Regions from separate parts of the Pan troglodytes genome. Here region 1 is linked to region 2. Evidence: chromatin contacts called from public HiChIP or PLAC-seq data. All regions are on one chromosome and are shown on one strand. The core of a region is the stretch at or near the end of the contact, and the rest is flanking DNA. Distances in the headings are between cores, read along the strand shown.

Evidence for each region. HiChIP or PLAC-seq counts read pairs in DNA pulled down with a chosen protein or histone mark.
Region 1: an H3K4me3 HiChIP or PLAC-seq map of stem cell-derived excitatory neurons shows a contact between it and region 2, with 2.0 times the contacts expected there. The contact joins the promoter of PDP1 here to the promoter of CIBAR1 in region 2. A contact is called at or near these places in 1 of 7 Hi-C or Micro-C datasets (stem cell-derived neural progenitor cells) and 1 of 1 datasets of contacts at active chromatin or transcription factors (stem cell-derived excitatory neurons).

The regions. Positions count from the first base shown.
Region 1 is chr7:104,122,478-104,126,893 of NHGRI_mPanTro3-v2.0_pri, forward strand. PDP1 (pyruvate dehydrogenase phosphatase catalytic subunit 1) reads left to right here and starts at 2,471. Exons shown (of 3, transcript XM_016959684.3): 1 at 2,471-2,754.
Region 2 is chr7:103,906,317-103,910,671 of NHGRI_mPanTro3-v2.0_pri, forward strand. It overlaps CIBAR1 (CBY1 interacting BAR domain containing 1), which reads left to right and starts at 2,197. Exons shown (of 9, transcript XM_054656887.2): 1 at 2,197-2,350; 2 at 2,898-3,132. The coding sequence starts at 2,325. It overlaps LOC134810894 (a long non-coding RNA gene), which reads right to left and starts at 1,696. Exons shown (of 4, transcript XR_010159632.1): 1 at 1,613-1,696.

The sequences.
Region 1 (4,416 bases), core at 1,221-3,720, 220 kb after region 2:
GGCTGGAGTGCAGTGCTGCAATCTCAGCTCACTGCAACCTCCACCTCCCAGATTCAAGCAATTCTCCTGCCTCAGCCTCCCAAGTAGCTGGGATTACAGATGCCCACCACCATACCCGGCTAATTTTTTGTATTTTTAGTAGAGATAGGGTTTCACCATGTTGGCCAGGCTGGTCTCAAACTCCTGTCCTCAAGCAATCCACCTGTCTTGGCCTCCCAAAGTGCTGGGATTACAGGTGTGAGCCACCGCACCTGGCCTGGATGTTGGATTCTTACTACTCCATTTCACAACCATTAAAAAAAAAGCTTTTTGTTTTTTTTGAGACGGGAACTTGCTTACTCGCCTAGGCTGGAGTGCAGTGATGCATCACTGCTTACAGCAGCCTCAGCTTCCTGGGATCAAGCAAGCCTCCTGAGTAGCAGAGACTATAGGCACGTGCCACCACACCCAGCTAATTGCTTTTTAGATTCTTTGTAGAGATGAGGTCTATGTTGCTCAGGCTGGTCTCTGGGCTCAAGCAATTCTTCCGCCCCGGCCTCCCAAAGTGCTGGGATTACAGGCAGGAGCCCACCAAGCCTGGCCAGGAAAAAGTTGATAAGACAACAGAGAAGTCTAGTATGTACTTCATTTCTGGGTCATAAAGCAGAAACTCTTAAAATTTTACTCACAGCTTCAGTTAAGTGGTCTCTATGTCCACAAAGTAAGGGTTAAGAGGCAGAGATCCTCCATATAAATGAATTTAAACTGATATTCTAAGGTTCAAAGATTCTCCATTCTATTAATAACTTATTAGTACCTAACTATAGAATATAATGCACTTGGGGGCCTGGGTCTCCTACTTGCTAGGAGTTCTTAATCTAAAACACTGACCTGGACATGTCGATAATATCAAGAATAGCTAACACTTATATAACACTACATGCTATGTACTTTCTTAGCAAGCTATATATGTCAACTCTCTTAATACAGCCCTGCTATTACTTTTTACATTTTTATCTTACATGTGAGAGAATGAGGCATGCAGAGTTGCCCATGACCACACAGAAAGCTGCAGAGCTGGGAATGGAACCCAGCCAGCTTGGCTCCAGCTGCACTCTTAATCACTAGGCTACACCATCCTATGCATCTATGAAGAAGAAACCAGATACTTAAATTAAATGACAGGAAGAGTAGTGGAGAATATTTGCAATTTATGGGAAGCCCATTTGAGAAGCAAAAAGGAGAGGATGAAGGGAGGCAGATGGACCTGTAAAAACTCGGATGAAGGCCAGACAGACTAGCCACAAAAGTTCCATGGGCAACCTGGGGATGGGCAAAAAGAGTCTCCTCTAGTTTATTTAGAGAACAGAGAATACAGCAACTTGAAAGATCCAGGAGTTATAAAGGACCAGTTTGGGTATATAACGTTTTTTATTACATAAAAAGAAATTCACTCCACATCATTTTGTGAACCTGACTGGCTAGTAAGAAGTTATGTGTAATAAATCAAAGTCAACTTATTGGTGAACACTAGGGAAGATAAGTGCAATGCTCTATCTGCCATTGCCAAGGAAGCTTTCAGAAGCCACTATCCCATAAAAGGGATGTATGGGTGTAAGTCACTGAAGAGCCCTCGAAGATATCTCGTTTTACCACAGCCAATACCAATGCCACCTTAAGTCTAATCTCATCTGAGGTGGAAACAATCTCATGGAACAGAAATGGGACTTAGAGCAGGGAATGACTTGGATGAAAGTTTTCTGACTCCAAGTCCAGTGTTCTCTCCTTGTAACCATTCAGGGCAACGGAAACAATACTGATTTCAAAACTCCTCAGAGAACGTGAGCACACATCTACGCTACAGAGAGAATTCCCTCATCACAACTCCCTCTTGCTGCTGTCTACACCCTCTTCCTCTCCCTGGGGCGATAGAAAACATGATGGGCGTTAATGCTCCTAAAATCTGCAACGTATCAAACGAACGAAGCAACAGCTACTCTCGAGGTTCTTTGCTACGCCTTGTACCGCAGGCTGGGGTGAGCCGCAGGGAGTTGAGGTTCCCGTGAGGCTGGGAGCCGCTCCCGCAGCCTACCCTGGGAAGCCCGCACCCAACCGCGAGGCGCAGGGGAGGCTTGGCCGCTGGGCCGGCCACCCACACCACCGCATCCCCGCAGAGGTGCCAGAGATTCGAGGAAGCCTGCACGGCAGGGGAGCAGCCCGTTCCTCGGGCCCCACGCACGCGAAGGCATTGGAGCCGGCCCAGGCGCCCCCCCTCTCCCGACCCCGCAGCCGGCTCAGCCAACGCCGCCGAGCTCCACGGACCACCGCTCCCTAGCGCCGCGCAGCCACACCTTCCACTCGCTGGTGGGGGGGGGGGGGGGCCGCGGGGGGCGGTCACGTGAGGCGGGCCCGGGGAACCAATGGGCGGCTCGCGCCGAATGGAAGGGATTGTCTGACCCCCGTGACGTCACAAAGCTGGCGGGGAGCGCGCTCCTCTTCCGCCCCCGCCCCACCCCCGGCCGCAGCCCTCTCCGCCTCCCCTCCCACTCGTCACTGCGCAGCCAATCGGCAGGCGGGAAGCACTCCGGCCCGAACGTGCGGGCGGGGCGGGGCAGGGTGGCGGCCCCGCACGGTAGGGGAGCAGAGTGGGCAGGCCGGGGGTGAGGGCTCGCGCTCCGGGAGCTGCACGGGGCTGCGTGGAAAGAGCGCCGAGCGGTGGCGTCGTTGTCGCCCCCGCCTCGTCGGGAAGAATCGTTTGGTCTCCTGCCGTGCCCGGTTCGTATGCCCTACTCCCTGCCACGAGCCGCCCCGTCCGGGATCCTCCACCCGTCCAAAGTTGTGAGGGGGCGCCGGGCGTGCTCGCGGATCGGCGGCCGCGGGCGTGCGGAGGGCGGGACGAGCCCTGGAGCGCCAGGTGCGCGCCGGGCGTCGGGGCTGTGGGGCGGGCGTGGCGGCGCTGGGGGCCGTCGGGGGGCTGGGGGCGGGGGCGGGGGCGCCGTGCAGCCCTAGCGTCTTTCGGCCCCTGCGCTCCAGCTGTCAACACGAAGGGCGCCGCGGGGCCGGCGGCAGAGTGAGCTCCAGGGAGGCTGTAGGGCTGCGGCACTGCCTGAGGGTCTCCCTGACGCACCCCGGGTCAGGGCTGGCCCAGCTGGCAGCCTGACACCGGCCGGCCCCTGTTCGTCTGGACTGAAACGGGCACCCGTGGGGCGGGGCCGGGCCGGGCAGGGCGGGGCGGGCAGCGGGCGGGGCTGCAGTCCATGGGCTTCGCGCCCCGGCTGGATGGAGGGGCTGGCCCTCGGGGCGCACCCCTGCTCGCGCCTGGGCCCCGCTGCCTTGGGCTGTGGCTCTGCCTCCCCGGCGGGGTGGGTTGGTTTGGTTGGCTTCCTTGTTCTCTCCACCCCTTTATCCCTCCTCCATCCTCTTCCCCCCACCTCCCAGCCCATTCACCGGGCTGGAGCGAGACCTCGCCCCTCCTCCGCTCCCGCCTCCCCGCCGCCGCCTCCTCTAATGAGCATCTCTGCCTTGCTTTCAATGGGCCGGTGCTGCTGTCGCTGCTGCTGCCCGCGCGGGTTGTGGATGTTGTCGGCTCCGTGTTGTGATGACAGGAGAATGTGTGTGTGTCCCGGGCCCAGACGAATTGGTAGGTATTCACTTAACTACCTGCGTTGGGTACCCAGGAAGGATGGTGACAGATTTTTGTGTATGGATGGTTTTAGATGGATCAGCATGGTATTAAGGGATGAGATAGATTGGAAAAAGGGACAAAGGCGTCTTGGATTGAGATAGCTTTGATGTCTTTGTGAGTGCAGTTTTTCAGGTAGCGACAAAGGAAACTAATCAAAAAAATACTGGCATGTGGTGCTTCGTATCTTTCTTCATTTATGTAAAAAGATAGCAGGAGCTGTGAAATGGCTAGGCATTTCCAGAAAAATGTTGAAAAATCGCGGATGGTCTTTATGTAGAGTGTTTAATGCAATCGGATTACATAAACTGGGGTTCCGACACATTAAATGATTAGCATAGCTTTTCTTTTTCATTTACATCAGAAGCTTTGCAAAGCTAAAGGGCTCTGGAGTCGGTGCCTTAATAGCATTTGCTAATTAATTTGGTCCGTGGGTCTGTTGATGGAGTGGAAAAAATGTCTTGGCACAGGCTCTGCTAAGCACATCAGTAAGAATGGACGGCTCTCTTTCCTGTTTCTGGTTGCAGTGCATCTTTCTTTATTAGTCAATGGCAAAATCAGCCAAATCTGCCTGGGATGAAGATGCTGCATACAACGTGGCTGAGTCTAGATCATGGAATAGGAACTTTTCCGTGAAAATTGTGATCAAGAATAACTTGCAAATTTGACACTGCTCTGTTTTACCAACAGTTGTACCTGGATGCTGTTCTTATTGCCTGATCAAGAGCCTTCTACACTAATTTAACAAGCTTGTC
Region 2 (4,355 bases), core at 947-3,446:
ACTTTCTCAATGAAGTCCTTCCCTGACGAGTTCAAACCAAACCTCTATATTAATTATACACTCAATTGCTGCCATGTAGTTTCCCCTAATAGTAGACTGGAAAAGTAGCCACCAATTCCTCTACCAACCACACCGTCCGTAACATTTCCACTGCCCTCTCACTCTGATCCCTCTAGTCTAGGCCACATGGCTTGCATCCGCCAATAGTGTATCAGCAAACATAACGTAGGCAGAGACTTGAAAGGCACTTGTGCAGTTGACTTGTCCTGCTCTACTGTTTTGGAACTCTGAAACCATGGAAAGAAGCCTGGCTGAGGTGCTAGACAATAAGAAACACGTGGCCACTGCTGACGACCTGCCAATGCCATGACACAGAAGTGAGGCCCCTTAGATCATCCAGCCGCCAGCTGACCAGAAAGGTGAGTAAGAGCCCAACTGAGCAGAAGCAAGGTAAAAGAACCACCCAGCTCACTCAGAATCCCAAGCTAGCCAAACGATTGTAAAACGTCACTAAGTTTTGTGGTGATTTGTTACACTGCAAAAGTGGATACAGTAGCACATACCTCAGTGGCAATTTTACACATCTTTGTTTGATTAGCTTCTATCACTGCCACATGACTGTGAGCTCTCTAAAAGCACAGACTATTCTGACCTTAGGTTACTGTGCCAACCTCAAAGCCAAGCATAATACCTGGAACACACCAGGCATCCAACCAATAACATGCTGAGCGAATGCAAGGAGCAAAGAGAGGTACACATTGTAACACAAGCGAATAGGGGAAGTTCAAAACAAAGGACTGAGGACATCTATTTGTACAAAATAAAAACTTTTAATCAGCAGCACACGGCAGCGAGGAATACAAGACCAAAATCACATTTCCTCTGTCTCAAAGGGTTCAAAGTCTAGGGTACAGGAGGCAGTACAAAATCAACAAAGTGTACTGTTTGAGCATTCCAACACTTCGCTCCTTCAGACAGTATTAGGACCCCGTCCCAAAGCGTTAGGGCAAGGCCCTAACGCTGCCTGAAAAAGTGAAGTGCGGGAGGATCCCAGAGAGATTTCTTGAAGCAGATAAAGTCTGAATTGAGGCCGGGCCCGGTGGCTCACGCCTGTAATCCCAGCACTTTGGGAGGCTGAAGGGGGACGGATCACTTGAGGCCAAGAGTTCAAGACCAGCCTGGCCAACATGGCGAAACCCCGTCTCTACTAAAAATACAAAAAATCAGGCCAGCATAGTGGTGCACGCCTGTAATCCCAGCTATTTGAGAGGCTGAGGCAGGAGAATCGCTTGAACCCAGGAGGCGGAGGTTGCAGTGAGCCGAGATTGTGCCACTACACTCCAGCCTGGGCAACAGAGCGAGACTCCATCTAAAATATATATATAAATAAACAAAGTCTGAATGGAGTCCTTGCAGTATTTACTGGGAAAAGCAGCACACGCTAAGGCCAGGAGGGTCAAAGGGACAGAGGCATTCAAAGGACAAAGGAGAGCCTCCTGTTTGTTTGGGGTTTTATTCTTTTTGAATTTTTGTTCCCCCAGGCCAACTCTAAGAGCCAGAACTATTCGTTATTTATCTCAGCACAGGTTCGGTGTAAGCGTTGCCTCCTTACCCGACGCTCAGGCCCTTCAGGTCCGGGACCCCTGCTTCTTAATTATGTTTCTATTATTCCCAGTGTCTAACACAATCTCTTCCACGAAGTCGGAACTTGATACATATTTGCTGAATAAACGAAAAGTTAAAGATGAGGCAGAAAGCACAGCTCCTTCCAAGGGCAGCTCTCAAGAGCCCACGTTTTCAGATTCAGCAGCGAAGCGGACGCGTCTGGTACGAGACTACAAGTCGCACAGGCGGAGAGGGGGCCCCCGGGCCTCTGGTTTCACGTCTCCCTCCTGGTCCCCGGCGGACCGGCGTCTTTTCTCCCCTGCTCGGAGTAGCCTAGCAGCGCTGGAGGCTGGCTGTCTGGTAAGCGCGGCTGTTAGAGAGGATGGAGGCGCCGTAGCCCCGCGGTGCTTCTCACAGCCTTCGCCGGCAGGGACGCGCGGGACAACCGCGCAGGCGGCTCTGCAGGGGTGGGCGCGCCATCACCCCTCTCCGTCCCTGCCTGCTTGGCGCTTTCCGAGCCCCAGCCGCGCTCAGGCAGCCTCGGGCATTGACCGCGGGGGCGCGCGCCCCGTTTCCATAGAAACGCCCGGCCTGGCGCGGCGGCGCGAGGGGCGGGCTTTCAGGCTGCCGGCGGCTGCTTGCGCCCCAGCGCGCGCCCAGGCGCCTTGGAATCCCCGTCCTTGGGCCCCCGCAAGGTCCCCGGCCGTGCGCGAGGCAGCATGATGAGGCGCACCCTGGAAAACCGGTAACAGCCCGAGCCCAGCTGCCCAGGGCCGCCCACACTGGAGGGCTGGGGTGAGGGAAGTGGAAGCCTCTGTCCGTGGGGCCTCTGCGCCGAATTCCGACCCTGAGTGGGAGGCTGCACGGTCCCCGCTGTGACCTGGGGCCTAATTCCCTGGGCTGCAGCCACCGCCGGCGGCGAAGAGGAGCCCGGGGCCCGGCCGGCTGCCACCCACCTACGCCACCGGGTCTCGGGTCCCCACACTGCCGCGGGCAGTGCGGAAGCCTAGGAGGCAGCCGGGCGCCCAAGCCGCGCTGCGCGGAGCAGCCGGAGCAGCCACCTCCCCAGTTAAGGCCAGGCCCACCCGGCCTGGGCCTTTTCCTGTGCCTACACTGTCCGGATAGTGAGGTCAGGACCCCATGGAGAGCAGTCCGCGCCGGGAGACGCTGGGTCGGTGGGTTTACGCCTTCAAAGCTGCAGAATGCCCGGGGAATGTTTGCATGTTAAATTAACGTGAAGCCTTCTCATCTCTAACGAGAATGTTTTGCCTTTTGTGTCACCTTTTCCCTAGGAACGCTCAAACGAAACAACTGCAAACAGCTGTCTCAAATGTGGAGAAGCATTTTGGAGAACTGTGCCAAATCTTCGCTGCCTATGTGCGGAAAACTGCCAGGCTGAGAGACAAAGCAGACCTCCTGGTGAATGAAATTAACGCGTATGCTGCTACAGAGACCCCGCATTTAAAGCTGGGCCTGATGAACTTTGCAGATGAGTTTGCCAAACTTCAGGATTATCGACAAGCAGAGGTATGGAGTGAGATCACAGTGTCATTGTTATGAATGAGCCATGAAGTAGTGGATGAAGGAACCGTGGAAACTTTCACTTGTAATCTACCTAACTGCAGAGGTGGATGCAAACTTGATAAAACGTACATTTTCATGTCTATAAGACTGTGTGAGTCTATTAAAGACTCACACAGTCTGTGAGTCTTTAATAAATAAAACACGTTCTGTGTTTTATTTTACCCTTTTCAAGCTAACCTTTAGGGCATCTTGAGGTCTTGAATTTCCCCACTTTATTTGCCAACTTGAATTTCCCCACTTTATTTGCCAACTTTTGGCCAAGGGGTGGCTGTTTACTGGGGGTAGTGGGAATAGTACCCAGGGGGAAGAAAATAAGCATAACTTAATGTCTTGTGTGGCACGTAAGTACGTTTTAAAGAATGACTGGAGATGGAAATGTTGGGAATGGTAATGTGGATGGATAAATTATTAATAAATGGGTAAGACATCATTGCTGCATCCATGCTCTGGAAAATTGACCAATGGTTTACTAACAACAACAAAATGCTATGAATTGTATCATGGAAGCAAACCAATACTGAGACACCGTGTGGACTTTTTGCTCTGGGTAGCAGGAGAAGTGTCCTTGTGATTGTTTTCTTTCTAAAAGCCCATATTTTTCCTTTAAATACTTAATAAGCACTTTTACTTGTATTTATTTTCAGTTTCACGGCATAGGTTAACTTATCAGAAGTTGCCCAGTTAGAACTGCGTTGCTTTTTTGTACTTTTCAGAACCTAAAACGGGAATTTCAATTTTCAAAAAACAGAATGAGTATTAAAAAAATTGAACTCGTCATTGCTATCCATACAAATTTGAAGAGTAATCATATTTGGAGGTACTTTTGGAAAAATGTGGAGTTCTTGTCATGAAACTTCTGTAATAAACAAGTAACTCTCAATTATATATGATAACTGGGGACTTAATGTTTCAAAGATAATTTATATTCACAGGTAATCCTAAAATCTTATTTTAGCCAATAATTTCAATGCCCCTTTGTAGAAAACCTTTGTGCTATTTATCAAATAGCAAAGTGAATTGATTTGCATTTGTTCTCCTTTTATTTCCCTTGCTTACCAAATGGTGGAGGTCCTAATGAACAATGACAAAAAGGTAGGCAACAAAAAGGAGAACAGAAAACAGACTTAGATAATCCTTAAACTGAATAATCAGTATGGATTATAAGA